Linked DNA regions of Mus musculus: all the other regions are linked to region 1. Evidence: chromatin contacts called from public ChIA-PET and promoter capture Hi-C data. All regions are on one chromosome and are shown on one strand. Each heading gives the region's core, a stretch centred on a gene start, on an enhancer-like site or on the middle of the called end of the contact. The rest is flanking DNA. Distances are from core to core; before and after follow the strand shown. Region 1 overlaps Smg6 (Smg-6 homolog, nonsense mediated mRNA decay factor (C. elegans)). Region 2 holds the start of Mir22hg (Mir22 host gene (non-protein coding)). Region 3 holds the start of Serpinf2 (serine (or cysteine) peptidase inhibitor, clade F, member 2). Region 4 overlaps Serpinf1 (serine (or cysteine) peptidase inhibitor, clade F, member 1). Region 5 overlaps Rtn4rl1 (reticulon 4 receptor-like 1).

Region 1 (2,822 bases), core at 107-2,606:
ACAAAATGCCCATACACATAAAATTCATTTAAAAATATTTAATGGGACTAGAGAAATGGCTCAGATGTTAAGACCCAAATTTGGTTCCCAGCACCCATATTTGGCAGTTAATAACTTCCTACACCTCCAGTTCCAGGATCGTTGATACCTCTTGGCCTCGCCAGCATCTGGACTCATCGTGTGTGTGTGTGTGTGTGTGTGTGTGTGTGTGTGTGTACATATATGTATATATATACATATATATATATATATATATATATATATCCATACCCATATATGCACAACTACAAATAATTTTTTTAAATCTCTAAAAATACTTTTTAAATAACAAAAGTTTAAATACCTAAGAATTGGGGCTGGGAAGACAGGTTAGCAGACAAAGGCTTGCCCTAAGCCTGACAACCTGAGTTCAATCCCTGGGACCCACGTGACAAAAAGAGAGACCAACTCCCAGAAGATGTTCTTGGACCTCCATAGGCACGCGAGCACACACACACACGAAATGGAAAAATAAAAAAGTAATTTAAATTAAGACCCCAAAATTTAAAAATGTGTTTGATTTGTAACCAAATTGTTCTCTGATTACTTTCTCTTCCTCTGAACATTTTAGCTGCTTCATGTTTTCTTCTGAATGCTTTTTTTTTCTTTTATTCTTTTTTTTTTTTTTTTTGGTTTTCGAGACAGGGTTTCTCTATGTAGCCCTGGCTGTCCTGGAACTCACTCTGTAGACCAGGCTGGCCTCGAACTTAGAAATCCGCCTGCCTCTGCCTCCCGAGTGCTGGGATTAAAGGCGTGCGTACCACCCGGCCTGAATGCTAACTTTTAAGCACATTACTGGAAAAGCGCACCACCTCACTCCTTCCTCCTTCAGGATGTATTGTTTATACTTGTTCTGTATGTTACTCAAGTGACTTCTCTTTACAATTACTGTCATTACTATTTCTAAAATGTCTAAATTAAACCAAAGCTTGGAAATTCTGACTGGTATCTGGGTCCGACTTTCCGGATGGTAACTGAAGGTCATGTGGGGTGGAAAGTGGCCTGTGGGTAACAGAACACACACATGCACGCGAACAGGATATGTTGGTAATCTGGCTTCCTGAGACCTAGTAAGTTGTGAGAGTTCTCACCATTACCCTTGGAGAAGATGAAAAAACTAAAGTTGGAAAATGCTGGATTTTTAAAATGTCCCCTCTTAGCATTCTATCTAGTGGTGTCTGGGAAGGGGCACATTTGCCTCCTACACCATTTTACTTGTCTAAAAGTACAAAACAAGCGAATGAACGGAAGCTTCTTCATAGCGTGGAAGCTGGTGTTTGTGGCACAGCTTATGTCACGTCTCAAGCCCAGAAACACGAAGAGTGTGGTTTTGGTGTTTAACCAGCCTCTACTGCACCCTGGCACTGTTTCTTCCCCAGAGAACTTTAGAGGAAAAAAACCAACCTCCTATCTTAAAACCAAAGGCCAGGATAAAAATAAAGCCCTGAAGTGGTTTGGTGACCGAGGTCATAAGGGCTGCCACAGGTCTGAAGGTAGGGCCAGTATGCTCTGAGAAACTTCACTGCAGTCAACCACAGAAACAAAGACCTCAGCCCCACAGTCCAACAGTCTAGGAGGCTGCCTTTAGGCCTGATTTGTTAGGAGCTGCTCCACACAAAGCAGTTTATATCCTTTGAAAACCTCCAATCCTGCTTATAACTTTAACAGCAGTCTAGCTGAACTGTTCCTAGAGCCTATGAAAAGCAGAGCCAACCTGCAGCCTTGTCCTATAGGAAGGAGGCTGCCATGAACTCTCGCAGGCTTATTGCCTAATCTCCACTCATGAAGCAACTTTAAAACTTGATTCTGAGGTGAAGGAGTAGAACATGAGGTTCACACTACAAACTAGAAAAGTGAAATGGGAACTGACATGAAATCAACTCACGGCAACCCTGATGAAAATAAAACAAAACAAACAAAAGGACCAAAGCCAACCAAACATGCAATCCTTACACCCAGGAAACCAACAATTCGTCTTTCTCTACCAGGATCACATAATTACAGAGCAACAAAGAAACTGGGTTATCAGACATGAAACATCTGCTTACTAGCAAACCCAGAGATGAAATTTTTCTCTAACATTCTACACTGTCCAGAGGAAATGAGGGTAAACACTGGTTCTGCTCCTTCATCCTGACAGGAGTTCTGAAACTGCAAACTTAATTTACCATGATCTATGCCCAACAACTAGAATGCACTCCAAAATGTACCATATGACCTGATGTACCATATGACCAGGCTTCAAACCTAAGGCTCTGACCTATAGTTGTCCTGGGTGGCTGGGAGGGGGAGGGCAATGCCTGTGTGCCACCCACACAGCAGCTTTCTTTAACATTATGGCAGTGGCAGCAGCGGCAGCAGCAGTTTAGCACACAACTGTACAAGGGACACTGAAAAGTGAGAGAAATGATGGGTCTGAAGAAAAAATGTCATCTGTATAATTTTTTAAAAATTTAAAAACAAGAAAATTCAGCCAGGCATGGTGGCCCACACCTTTAATCCCAGCATTTGGGAGGCAGAGGATTTCTGAGTTCGAGGCCAGCCTGGTCTACAGAGTGAGTTCCAGGACGGCCAGGGCTACACAGAGAAACCCTGTCTCAAAAAACAAAAAAGAGAAAGAAAGAAAGAAAGAAAGAAAGAAAGAAAGAAAGAAAGAAAGAAAGAAAGAAAGAGAGAAAGAGAGAAAGAAAGAAAGAAAATAAATTCAGAACTCTGTACTATGGCTGGTTCTTTAAAAAGCACAAAACATCCAAGCCAGATCCGCAAATTTTCAAGCAAAAACT
Region 2 (2,822 bases), core at 230-2,729, 500 kb before region 1:
AGGGCTGGGAGCCCGAGAGGGTGGTTCTGCACAGTCAGTCCAAGGACATGGCCACTGCCAGATAGAAGGGCCAAGGAGACTTTGCCTTGGGATTTCTATTTTCAGAGAGTGGAAAGATTACACTAGGGTGGGCAACTTTCAAATTCCAAAAGCCTCTTGGGAAGTATAAACTTTGTCGGATCTTCCTTCTCCTAGGTGATCAGTCTCTGTCCACTTCTCTCTGCCCAGGATAGCTCTGTTCAGGCCACAGGGTTCACTGGCTGCTGAGAGTTTGTGCCAAGCAGGTGCCCTTGGCTGCGGGGCGGGGTGGGCCCAGGGCACTGACCCTCTGACCAGCTGCTCCATCAACTCTCTGGCACCATGACAGCTTCTAGCCTACTCTAACAGCCAGGGTGACAGGCCAAATGAGTTGGAGACTGAAACTAGGGCCAGAGGGAGGTGGGAACGTTAGCCTAACCGGAGGCCGTGGGGAGGGGCCAAGAGTTGGCCAGGAGGTGGGGAGAGAGGGAGCCCAGCGATGACTAACCCAGGCGCCCCACCCAGCCAGCCGGCTTCCCAGGCAGTCAGGCCAAGCCCGGGCTAGGGGCCTCTCTACCGGACATACTAGGGGGGAGGTGCAAAGGTGACCTTCTCTCTGTCCAAGACAGCCAGTTAGGCTGGGAGGGGGGGTGCGGGTAGAGTTTCCAGGCACTCCTCCTGTCCGCCCCCCCAACCTCCGCCCAACCCGCGGTGAAACCCTAACCTTTGGGTTGCATAAGGCCTCCGCACCGCCGCCCCCTACTCCTTTCCCCTCCCCCCTTACATAACATCCCCGGGAGGGAACGAGAGGAGGGGCCGGACCGCCCAGCGACCCCTTCCCTGCCAGGGACTTGAACTGGCCCTGACCCAGTCAGCGCCGGTAGAGGCAATGCACCTCCGCACCCCTCGCTCGTCCAGATCCTCCCTAGGCTAAATGGTCAGCTCGGGCATCCTCAAACCAAAGGGCGTCGGGGTTAGACGCCCCCGGCCCTCTGGCCTCTCATATTCCTCCCCAGTTACTTCTCCAAACCTTCTGCCACGACTCCTGTCCGGGACTCTCTCTTTAAACGTCCAGACACACTACTCGGGAGAGTCCAGGCTCCTCTCCCAAGAGCGCCCCTGTCCCCGCCGCCCCCTCTCCCCTCCCCCAGAAGGGCAGGGTGTGGCCGTCAGGACCCTACTTTCCCCATCACCCGGTTACCGCGGTTCCCCCCGGGATGACCGGGTCCCCAGATCACACCCACCTGATGCTGGGTGCGGGGGTTGCTGTGGACAGAGGAGCAAAATCACTGCGACCTGTCCGCACGGCCGACCGCTCTGTCTCTTCCCAGCGCCCAGCACACACCGGCTCCAGTCTCCGATCAGCTGGCGGCGTCGTGACGCACGAGCTGCGAATGAACCACCCAGGGCCAATCACCGCCCATTGCTGGGCAACGTGACCACACCCACTCGGGGGCGCCAGCACCTCTGCTTACTCCCGCCCATTCAGGCGTCTGGGCTCTGATTGGCAAGGAGGCCACCCCCTTGCCTGGAGGAGCTTCTCTAAGCCACGCCTACCAACTAACCAACTGGCCAATGGCTGAAAAGGTGTGGCTAACCCTCGGCCTAGGCGACTTGCTTAGACCAGCTTTACGTCAAACTACAGTTTAAAGAGCAGAAGGAAGTATAGGCGTGTATTTTTGCAGTGCATTCCGGTCAATGAAGTTCTTACGGTGACACTCAGCTTCCCAGAATGCAGCGCGCTCTGTGAGTTGGCATTTTTAAACTGATCTCTGACTCGGTCGCGGGGAAGTCCTTAAAGGGCTACAGCCCCTCCTTCTTGGAACTTCTTTTAGCCTCAAAACTGATTCACAGGAGGCCTGAGCTAAGCGAAGGTGGAGCACGCGAAGCAACAGGAGTGAGTAGAACTAAAGATGGAAGCCAGCCACCGATGCAGCAGAACACCCGAAGTCTTTTTTTTTTTCCACAAATAGGACTTTTTTTTTTTCGGGGTATAGGGACCACTGTCACTCGCACGGCCCCAGTCTTCACTGGAGAGCTAGCTCGAGGTCTTCGGGGTATAGGGACAAATGTCACCCGCACAGGCCCAATCTTCACTGGAGGTCTAGTCTATCCCTCGTGGGTTTAGTGAAATCTTTTCTAGTGAATGTCTCGTCTTAGTCGCTGAAGAGCCCACGGCTTCTCAAGGGGCACGTTCTTAACAAAGGATTCGCCCTCACTTTTAGAGAGGAAGCGTCTTTTTAAAAATTAGGGGAAGATCTTTACCAAAGTAGTATCAACCAGAAACCCGGTTCTAAGATTAACACCCATTCAGTCCCGCCCTCCGAAACGCTTCTCTGACTCAGGCCTACTTAGGGAAGTGATTTCAAAGGTGGAGACCAATGAAGAGGCGGCTCCTTCCCTAGGGGCCAATCAGAGTCTGAAAGGCGGGGGATGGGCAAAAACCGAAATGAACCCAATGACTTGGCAAAAGCTGCTGAATTGCTTATTTAAAGGGACAAGACTGGGACCACCTCTTCACTCCCTCCCCACCCCCAAAGAGAAACTTGTGGCCTGGGGTTCTTGACTTTTGAGTCATTTCTAAGAGCATCTAAGCTTTCTAAGTGAGAGCATCTGAGACAAAGAAATGAGAGGGAAGCCTGAGATAGCCGCTTCTGTGTTAAATTAAGTATGGGCTCCACTAAGGTGACTGCTGGGCTTGCTTCAAATCCTGAGTTCAACGTTCAGAATATTGTGTCTTTAAGGAGACTTCCTGCCTTCCGCCCCAGTAACAGCTGATTGTTCGACCCCAGGGGACGAATCAG
Region 3 (2,822 bases), core at 171-2,670, 480 kb before region 1:
TTTGCCTAGGCTGGGCTCAGGCAGCTCTGCCTCAGCCTCCCAAGGAGCTGGGGAACTGGTATATGTCACTGTATATGTCACTGTGCCTGGCTTATGGCTTGGCTTGGCTTTTTTTCAGATGGTCTCAAGTGCCTCAGGTTGGCCTTGATCTTGGGATGACCTTCCTGCTTGAAACAGAGTAGTGGGCTTATAGGCATGACCCACCAGGTCCAATTTTTATTTTTTAAAGGCATTGATTTTTATACGTGTATGGTTGTTTTGCCCACTTGTACATATGCACACCATACTTGTGTCTGGTCCCTGCGGAGGTCAGAAGAGGGCATCGGGATCACCTGGAACCGAAGTTAATGAATGGTTATGAGCCACATCTCGATGCTGAAGATTGAACCTGGATCCTTTGCAAGAGCAGCCAGTGTTCTTACCCACTGAGCCATCTCTAAGCCCCACACCCAGCTTCTTTTGATACAAGGTCTGGTAGCTCAAACTTGATATGCAGCCGAGGAGGTTGACCTGGTATTCCCTACCTACCCTCTTCTCTCTACCTTCCAAGTGCTGATATTATACATAGGCATGGATAGTCATGCCCACCAGTTTGCCTTGATGGCACCAGAGTCAGGAAAGTCCAAACCTGGTAGTTGCAAACACAGCAAGAGGGTAGAGGCAGCCATTGTCCTCTGGCTGCCTTGGATACAGAGCTTCTGGGTTGGGTGGCCTTGGGTCAGTTTTCCGAATGGTTCACCCTTGGGGAAAGGGAACACTGCTGAAGAGGTGGGACCCTGGGAGGGCCGGCCTCCAGCTGGGTCTCTCCAGCCCTCGCCTTGGAACCTAGGCTGGAGGGAGCCAACCAGGATCCTGGACTTGCTACAGTTAGGTGAACAGGCTCCTGCAGCCTCCCCTTCCCTTGGGTAGCTGTGGTGGTGGTGGTGGTGGTGGTGGTGGTGGTGGTGGTGGTGGTGGTGGTGGTGGTAGTGGTGGTGGTGGTGGTGGTGGTGGTGGTGGTGGTGGTGGTGGTGGTAGTGGTGGTGGTGGTGGTGGTGGTGGTGGTGGTGGTGGTGGGACTTTGGCTGTGACTCTGGAGCCCACTCTGCGCCCTTACACAGGCCACACAGCCTCTCTGAGCCTCACTGACTGTGGATAATCCCCTATGTTGAGGGATCATTAGAAGGCTTGCCAGGCCCAACCTCCTCACTTATCTGCTCCTGTAAACCCCTTCTCCAGGCTCAGGCAGGGTTCTGGGTAGCCTTGATGGGAAAGGGTCTTCTGGCCCCCATATCAATGTTTAACCGGATGTACAGGTCAATATTTACCAGCACTGAACACAAGCTGAACGGGGGTTGGCTGAGAGCAAAGGTCCTGTGGGAGGAGAGAGCTAGGCCCTGCTGGCTGCACTGGGGGAGCGTGGGGAGCAAGCTGGTCCAGGAGAACACCGTGTGCTGCGTGTGCTGCGCTAAGAAGCCTGAAGAGGTAGGATGGAGGGGTGGTGCAGCCTGCTGCTTGGGCAGCAGAGGAAGTAGACAGCTGGCACCTTGGCAAGGGGTCTGGATGAATTTATTCAGGGAGCCTGCAGCTTCACAGCGTCCTGGGGTGGTGAGGAGCAGAGGTCCAGGCAGCTCCAGGAGAAACCTCTAGAACTCCAAAACCTGGAGGCCTACTCTTGGCGAGAAAAATCATATATCCAGATTGGAGATGAGGCCCTGGCTGAAGGTTCTTGAACACAGTTGTGGAGGTCTAGGGATAACAGAAGGACCTTTTAGAAGAGCTGGTGCCTGAAATAAGGCCTGGGTAGGGGGCTGAGGATGGAAAGGAAGGCTCTCTAGGCTGAGAGCCTCCCCCCTTCCGCCAGCTGGGCTTCCCCGAAGCACCCTGGATCAGAACTTGGAGCAGAAGTGGGATGAGGCTTGTAGTTCCCGTAAGTCCAAAGGTGTCTGGGCCAGTCATTCATTGGTCAACAAAGAAGTTTCTGGCTGCCCTGCCAGCCCAGATTAGCTCTCAGAGCCTTTGGGTAGGACCAGGGCAGCCTGAGAAAGGCTGGATGAAATGAACAACAGGTCAGGTGGCTTTGCTAGGGTGGGGGCCAGGCATCATGCTCAGTATTTACAGAGATTCTTATTTGGGTCCTCAACATCTACATGGGAGCAGGAAGAACTTCTGCCATGAATTACCAAGACAGGGTAAAGCCAAAGGCATGAAGGGAGATGCGCAAGGTCCTCTTGCAAGATGAGGGCTTTAAATTTGAACCCAGGACTGATCCACAGTGTAAGACGAAAAGAATGAAGACTAAATGTACAGGTGAAAAAAAAAGCTTATGGAAATCCCACCTCTCAGAGTGAGTGAGGTCCACAGCTGCTATGTTTTGAGTCCAGGTTCCGCAGCCTGGTGCGGTCAAGGAACCCATGGATAGCAGTCTACTGCTTGGCCTTCGAGCGTGAGGTAGGAACTAACACTCCCTGTTCTGGATACAGGAACATGGCACTGCTCCGGGGGCTCCTCGTACTCAGCTTGTCCTGCCTGCAAGGTCCCTGTTTCACGGTGAGGCAGAGCTGAGGTCTGAGTGGGAAGTGGTCAGTCAGGCTGAAGGAGATGCTGGGGGGCGGGGGCAAATCTGGGAGAGGCCAGAAGGGTGGAGAGGGAGGAACGCTGAGTTCTCTGTTCTCCCTTTTCTCAACAGTTCTCTCCGGTGAGCGCCGTGGATCTCCCGGGCCAGCAGGTACTCAAAAGTGAGAGGTTTAGGGGGAAGAGCCAAAGGGACTCACCTATGTCTTGGCAAGATGGGGACCCATGGGAAGGGCCTTTTCTTCATCTCCTTTCTCATTTCTACAGCC
Region 4 (2,822 bases), core at 210-2,709, 460 kb before region 1:
TCTGGGGACTGAACCCAGGTCCTTGAACTTGCATGCTGGTACTTTATCTACTGTGCTATCTCCCCAGCCCTACAAGTTTTATTTTAAAGTGGGCCAGGCTTCAGGTTCTCAGACCACAGTTCAGGTCTGGCAAGCCCTTTTGTGTTGCCCTTCCCACTCCCCACCTCCCAGCACACAGGTTGTGGAGTCAGAGAGCACACACTCATTCTGACCTCAGACTCATGGCCCCAGGGACTAGAGGACCAACCCAACCAGGAGGTGATGTACTCACTGTGCCTCCCTACTGGTCCTTGTATTCTAACCCAGGGCTCCCCAGTCCCGGACAGCACGGGCGAGCCCGTGGAGGAGGAGGACCCCTTCTTCAAGGTCCCTGTGAACAAGCTGGCAGCAGCTGTCTCCAACTTCGGCTACGATCTGTACCGCCTGAGATCCAGTGCCAGCCCAACGGGCAACGTCCTGCTGTCTCCACTCAGCGTGGCCACGGCCCTCTCTGCCCTTTCTCTGGGTGAGTGTCAACTGAAGAAGGCTGCAGGTGGACCTGAATTTCCCCCACTCAGAGTTTCCATGCTGCCGCCGTCAGAGGAACAGGAAAGGGGCGGTGGGGGCCACACACACAATCCCTACCACTTTGTAAGTGGCACTCGACCTTGGTTCCTTAAGTGGCCTCCTATCGTGTTTTAGTCATTTAACCAGGTTCTAGGGGTACAGCTGCCGTGAGCAGAGCTGGCTCCTCCTCAGAACAGGGTAGGTTACGATGGGAGAACTTCAGGACCACATCCCACTCTTCTCTCTGTAGCTCTGATAACCTTGCCCTGTCTTAGAGCTCTTCCTAGCAAGGCGGTCATTATTTCTTTCCACGCCCTGAAGATCTTGTCCAGCTAAAACATCTGCAATATCGGCCTCCTCGGGCTCTCAGAGGACAAAAGGATTGATGTCTAACGTCCCTATCCTGATGCGGGCCTCACGGGCAGTTATGAAGCTTGGCATCCTTTTCTCTCTGGCAGGAGCTGAACATCGAACAGAGTCTGTCATTCACCGGGCTCTCTACTACGACCTGATCACCAACCCTGACATCCACAGCACCTACAAGGAGCTCCTTGCCTCTGTTACTGCCCCTGAGAAGAACCTCAAGAGTGCTTCCAGAATTGTGTTTGAGAGGAGTCAGTAGCCCCACCCCCACCCCACCTCTCAAAGTCTATAGAGTCTCAGCTGGTCCCCCAACTCATAAAGCTGCCTCTGCTTCTGAAGGGCAGGCACGCCCCATTATGCCTGGCGTGAAGTTGCTTCATTGGCCTGGGTTGTCTGTATGCTTCCATGATGTCTAAACAATAGGCTGTGTGTGCTCAGGCGAGGCCTGGCACTGGTGGGCAGGAAAGAGCCAGTGAGACCACAGAGGAACAGAAAGAGGAAGTGGGCTCTGGGAGACAGCAGGAGGGCCTGGGACGGGGAATGCAAACGGTGGAATCCACTGTTCCCTAGCCAGGGTCTGGGCAAGCCGGCAGATGCCCCAGCAAGTCAAAGGAAGATGCTGAGCAGGAAGCTGGGGTCTGGCATGCTTTCAAAGTGAGGGTGCTGATTCAGCTCTCATCTTTGATCTGTTTCCTCTCAAGAACTTCGAGTCAAATCCAGCTTTGTTGCCCCTCTGGAGAAGTCCTATGGGACCAGGCCCCGGATCCTCACGGGCAACCCTCGAGTAGACCTTCAGGAGATTAACAACTGGGTGCAGGCCCAGATGAAAGGGAAGATTGCCCGGTCCACGAGGGAAATGCCCAGTGCCCTCAGCATCCTTCTCCTTGGCGTGGCTTACTTCAAGGGTGAGGGCTTCCCCACTTGTCTCTGGCCGAGTGTGTGTGTGTGTGTGTGTGTGTGTGTGTGGTGATGGTGGTGAACCTGAATGCAGGTACCAGGCCAGAGGGAGATCTGAAGGCCACAGTGCTTGTAGCATATGAGCATATCAGACCAAGTGTTTCTGAATTAGTTGACCAGTGAAATGGCTGCGTGGGGCTGGGCACAGATCTCTGGCTTTTTGAATCAGACCAGGTTTAATCCTGGCTCTGCCCCCATGAGCCCGTGTCCTCATCTTCACGGTAAGGATAACACAGCTCCCTCCCAGACACTCTACAATACATGCTGTCCTGCTCTCAGAGCAGCCCCCAACTCCTGGAGTCGCACCCCTGCTCAAGAACTGCTGTCAACTTCCTTCTAGACAGTGGTAAGGCCTCAGGAGACCCTTCCACAGGCCTCCCCTGAGATCTGTTTTATTCTTGTGGCAGGAATGGTTTGATTAATTTCCATTTTACGTTGCTTTGTGACCATCTTATGGAGTAGTAGCAAGAGTGGATCCTAACTTAGAGGAAAGCCCTGGGGCTTCCTACTCCAAGTCCCCAGGGGACAGGAGAGCAGGCACGTACCACACACCAGCATATTAAAGGCCACTTTAAACAGAAGGAGCGTGGTGATCCAAGTCAGAGAGAGAACACCCACTTATTTCTGAGTTTACTACAGGAGGATAGCCAGAACCCGTGGTGCATGGAGCCTATGGTCTGTGCCACACATGCTGGGACCCAGCGGCTCCTGTGTTCTTGCTGCTGACAGCTCAGGTTGCTTTGGCCAGTGGACGCACAGCGTGGACCTGTGGCCTTTCTGGGGACAGTGGCTCAGGATGCTCCATCTGTTTCCTTCCAGGGCAGTGGGTAACCAAGTTTGACTCGAGAAAGACGACCCTCCAGGATTTTCATTTGGACGAGGACAGGACCGTGAGAGTCCCCATGATGTCAGATCCTAAGGCCATCTTACGATACGGCTTGGACTCTGATCTCAAC
Region 5 (2,822 bases), core at 83-2,582, 290 kb before region 1:
ATAAATGGTGGCTACTTTGTGTGCTTAACTTTATGTGGGAAAAGACACAGGGACAGACCAACCCTGTTTTTGTTTGTTTGTTTGTTTGTTTGTTTTTGGTTTGGTGTGGTTTTTTTTCCGTTTGTTATAAGAGACAGGTATCATCCCTGCTCACATCTTACTGGTTAATATCACGCATGTGGCCCTGCATGGCATCGTGGGACAGGGGTGACTCCTCTTATGGGGAAGGAGGGAGGAAGGAGTGTCTGTGTACACCAAAACCACCCTCCCACAGGAAGCTCTGACATTAAGTGGCTGGACAAACAGGAAGGACCTTGTGGGGGTGGGGGGGTCAAGGGCAGCTATTTCCTTCTGTTTTTAGCTTTTTAAAATTATAGTTTTTATCTTGAATCACTGCACGGTAATTGTACATATTTATGGGGTACAGCCTGACATTTCAAAAACATGTATACAATGTGCGGTGATCAGATCAGAGCAATTAGCATACCCATCGCCTTGAATGTTTATCATTTCTTTGTGTTGGGATTGGGAACATCTAAAATCCTCTCTACTAGCTATTTTGAAATTTACAATTAATTGACAACTGCAGCTACCCTACTGGGCAGTAGAGCATTGTAAGTTACCCCTTCCCAGCCAAGCTGGGGCACCCATTACCCATGCTCTCTGTCTCTCAACACCTTCCCAGTGTTTGTTTTTTGAGATGGAAGATATTGAGCCTGTTCGCATGCCAACAAGCAGGATTCAGGAGGAGAGGAACTGTCAGAGAGAAACTGAGACAGCCTGAAAGGGCAGCGAATAGAGGGAGATCTGAGGCATACCTGCTCCCAGTAATGGGGGACCATGACACCTACAGGGACGACATTACAGTGAGCACTGGCAAGTTCTACTTTCCCCAGGAAGCAGGGGACCCTCCACTGAGGTTGGAGGAAGAGACGAGGGTGGGAGGCAAAAGAGAGAAAGACACAGACATCTGGCGGTGTGGGCGAGCAAGCTAGTCTTCGAGGGCCCTCTGCAGGAGGGTGGAACCTATCAGGAGCTCCAGCCAGCCTGGTCTTGGGACTTTCTCCAGTGATGTCAGCTATTGGGTGTGGCAAGAGGCAGGGAAGGGACACCCAGGGGTGGGGTTTCCAGTGAGTGTGCATCGTAAATTTGAAAGTATTTGCAAACATGCCTTTCTAATCCCATCGCCCATCCTCGGTCCCAAAGCTTCCTGCCTCTTGTTGGACTCTTGGTGCTCTGCCTCCTGTTCTAGGACGAATGATAGCTGGGTTCGTCAGGCCTCAGTCCTCATGCCTGTATCCTTTGATTCCCACACAGTCTCTGTGCAGCCCTTGGAGCCCAGAGGAGCACTTTGGGTACTCAGCTTCCGGCTCCTCCCCGTCCCTGCTGGCCCAAGAGGGTCACCAGGGTCCCTCAGCTGACCATCTTGAGACCCCAGGCCTGGGAGGCCTGACCCAGATTACATTTAGCCTGGGCTTCCCGGGTGGTCTCTCAGCTTTCTTTTTACCGATTCAATTTTCCTTCAAAGTCATCTGTCACTATTTACTTTCATTTTAAAATAATACTTGCCAGTTGTGGGGTAATGTAGAAAGTATGGAAGTAAAATGGAAGGGGGAAAAAAAATCACTACATCGCCATTACCCTTGACAACCGTTGGCAGGTCCTTGCTGAACCTTCAATAGTTCCTTCGTTTATATAGAGCTGTATAAAATTTAAATAAAATTTTTATTTAAAGAAATAAAGTTGAGATCGTGTTATATATGCAGCCCTCTACTTCCACCCAGCTGTGCAGCTCTGTACTGAGGATCCTGAGGGAGCCCTGTGGGCGCAGTGGTCCCTGCCACAGGGCAGTGGGGAAATCAGCTCTCATCAATCAGCCAGGGCCAGTTACCCAAGCATGAATAGAAGGGAGAGCGAAGGAGTAACAGGCAAGATTCCCGGAGACTGAGATGATCCCACCTTACGCATACATTATAATTTATTTATCTCGGGGCTGGTGAGATGGCTCAGTGGGTAAGAGCACCCGACTGCTCTTCCGAAGGTCCGAAGTTCAAATCCCAGCAACCACATGGTGGCTCACAACCATCTGTAATGAGATCTGACTCCCTCTTCTGGGGGGTCTGAAGACAGCTACAGTGTGCATTACATGTAATAAATAAATAAATAAATCTTTAAAAAAAAAATAATTTATTTATCTCTAAGGCCATTTAGGTCTCTCTTTCTTTTTTTATTGTTATGAATCATGGCTGTGCTGAGCATGTGGTACAAGACCTCGAATCCTAGCAGCTGTAGACAGAGGCAGGAGGATCTTTACTTTGAGGGGAGTCAGGGCTTCATAGTAAATTCAAGCATGAGCTACACACCCTGTCTCAAAACAAAATAAAATGAAACAAAGCCCCCCAAATCCATGGGACGGCCTGGAGATAAGGCTCAGCTATTAAGAGCACCTGCTGCTCTTTTAGAAGTCCTAGGTTCAAGTCCCAGCTCACAACCCTCTGTCACTCCAGTTCCAGGGGATCTGATACCCTCTTCTGGACTCTAAGGGCACCATGCATCCACATGGTGCACACACATACATACAGGTAAAAGACCCATAAACAAAAAAATAAGAAACATTTAAACTAGCTGGGTTGTGGTGGTACATGCTTTAATCCCAGCACTTTAGAGGCAGAGGCACACGGTTCTCTGAGTTCAAGGCCAGCCTGGTTTACAGAGTGAATTCCAGGATAGCCTGGACTAACTACCTAGAGAAACCCTGTCTGGAAAAACAAAACCAAAAAATTTTAAACTAAAACAAAAAGCCAACAAAGTTATGGCAGAAT

What was found. Promoter capture Hi-C pulls out the DNA fragments that hold promoters and counts their contacts. ChIA-PET counts read pairs in DNA pulled down with a chosen protein or histone mark.
Region 2: an RNA polymerase II ChIA-PET map of memory CD8 T cells shows a contact between it and region 1, with 69 read pairs. The contact joins the promoter of Mir22hg here to the enhancer-like site in region 1. A contact is called at or near these places in 3 of 39 promoter capture datasets (the 3T3-L1 cell line, cranial neural crest and second pharyngeal arch cranial neural crest) and 9 of 115 datasets of contacts at active chromatin or transcription factors (bone marrow-derived macrophages, embryonic basal ganglia, embryonic forebrain and 4 more).
Region 3: a contact with region 1 is called in a promoter capture Hi-C map of hematopoietic stem and progenitor cells, with 2.7 times the contacts expected there. The contact joins the promoter of Serpinf2 here to the enhancer-like site in region 1. A contact is called at or near these places in 16 of 39 promoter capture datasets (the C10 cell line, the HPC-7 cell line, HPC-7-derived erythroid cells and 10 more).
Region 4: a contact with region 1 is called in a promoter capture Hi-C map of pre-B cells, with 2.3 times the contacts expected there. The contact joins two enhancer-like sites. A contact is called at or near these places in 9 of 39 promoter capture datasets (the HPC-7 cell line, embryonic stem cells, hematopoietic stem and progenitor cells and 4 more), 2 of 484 Hi-C or Micro-C datasets (the G1E-ER4 cell line and embryonic stem cells), 1 of 115 datasets of contacts at active chromatin or transcription factors (T-cell acute lymphoblastic leukemia) and 1 of 9 other capture datasets (adipose tissue).
Region 5: an RNA polymerase II ChIA-PET map of memory CD8 T cells shows a contact between it and region 1, with 10 read pairs. The contact joins two enhancer-like sites. A contact is called at or near these places in 1 of 484 Hi-C or Micro-C datasets (cortical glia) and 2 of 115 datasets of contacts at active chromatin or transcription factors (embryonic stem cells and memory CD8 T cells).

What each region holds. Positions count from the first base shown.
Region 1 is chr11:74,958,690-74,961,511 of GRCm38.p6, reverse strand. All of the region lies in intron 8 of Smg6 (Smg-6 homolog, nonsense mediated mRNA decay factor (C. elegans)), which reads right to left. Among named protein-coding and RNA genes, the nearest start is that of Srr, 34 kb to the right of the region's middle. Within about 2 kb of position 1,356, at least 73 of the 459 cell types and tissues checked have an H3K27ac peak or open chromatin away from gene starts, as enhancers often do. A contact at or near this core is called in T-cell acute lymphoblastic leukemia, hematopoietic stem and progenitor cells, memory CD8 T cells and 1 more, where this site is marked.
Region 2 is chr11:75,460,196-75,463,017 of GRCm38.p6, reverse strand. It overlaps Mir22hg (Mir22 host gene (non-protein coding)), which reads right to left and starts at 1,479. Exons shown (of 3, transcript NR_030711.1): 1 at 1,263-1,479.
Region 3 is chr11:75,438,099-75,440,920 of GRCm38.p6, reverse strand. Serpinf2 (serine (or cysteine) peptidase inhibitor, clade F, member 2) reads left to right here and starts at 1,420. Exons shown (of 10, transcript NM_008878.2): 1 at 1,420-1,464; 2 at 2,463-2,529; 3 at 2,669-2,707; 4 at 2,821-2,822. The coding sequence starts at 2,467. Gm35391 (a long non-coding RNA gene) reads right to left here. Exons shown (of 2, transcript XR_388849.3): 1 at 2,754-2,822; 2 at 1,531-1,728.
Region 4 is chr11:75,413,913-75,416,734 of GRCm38.p6, reverse strand. It overlaps Serpinf1 (serine (or cysteine) peptidase inhibitor, clade F, member 1), which reads left to right. Exons shown (of 8, transcript NM_011340.3): 3 at 307-505; 4 at 1,005-1,160; 5 at 1,611-1,814; 6 at 2,686-2,822. Among named protein-coding and RNA genes, the nearest start is that of Serpinf1, 7.3 kb to the left of the region's middle. Within about 2 kb of position 1,459, at least 120 of the 459 cell types and tissues checked have an H3K27ac peak or open chromatin away from gene starts, as enhancers often do. A contact at or near this core is called in T-cell acute lymphoblastic leukemia, hematopoietic stem and progenitor cells and pre-B cells, where this site is marked.
Region 5 is chr11:75,252,976-75,255,797 of GRCm38.p6, reverse strand. All of the region lies in intron 1 of Rtn4rl1 (reticulon 4 receptor-like 1), which reads right to left. It overlaps Gm35117 (a long non-coding RNA gene), which reads left to right. Exons shown (of 4, transcript XR_001780267.2): 3 at 1,207-1,295; 4 at 1,661-1,734. Among named protein-coding and RNA genes, the nearest start is that of Gm35169, 8.0 kb to the right of the region's middle. Within about 2 kb of position 1,332, at least 102 of the 459 cell types and tissues checked have an H3K27ac peak or open chromatin away from gene starts, as enhancers often do. A contact at or near this core is called in memory CD8 T cells, where this site is marked.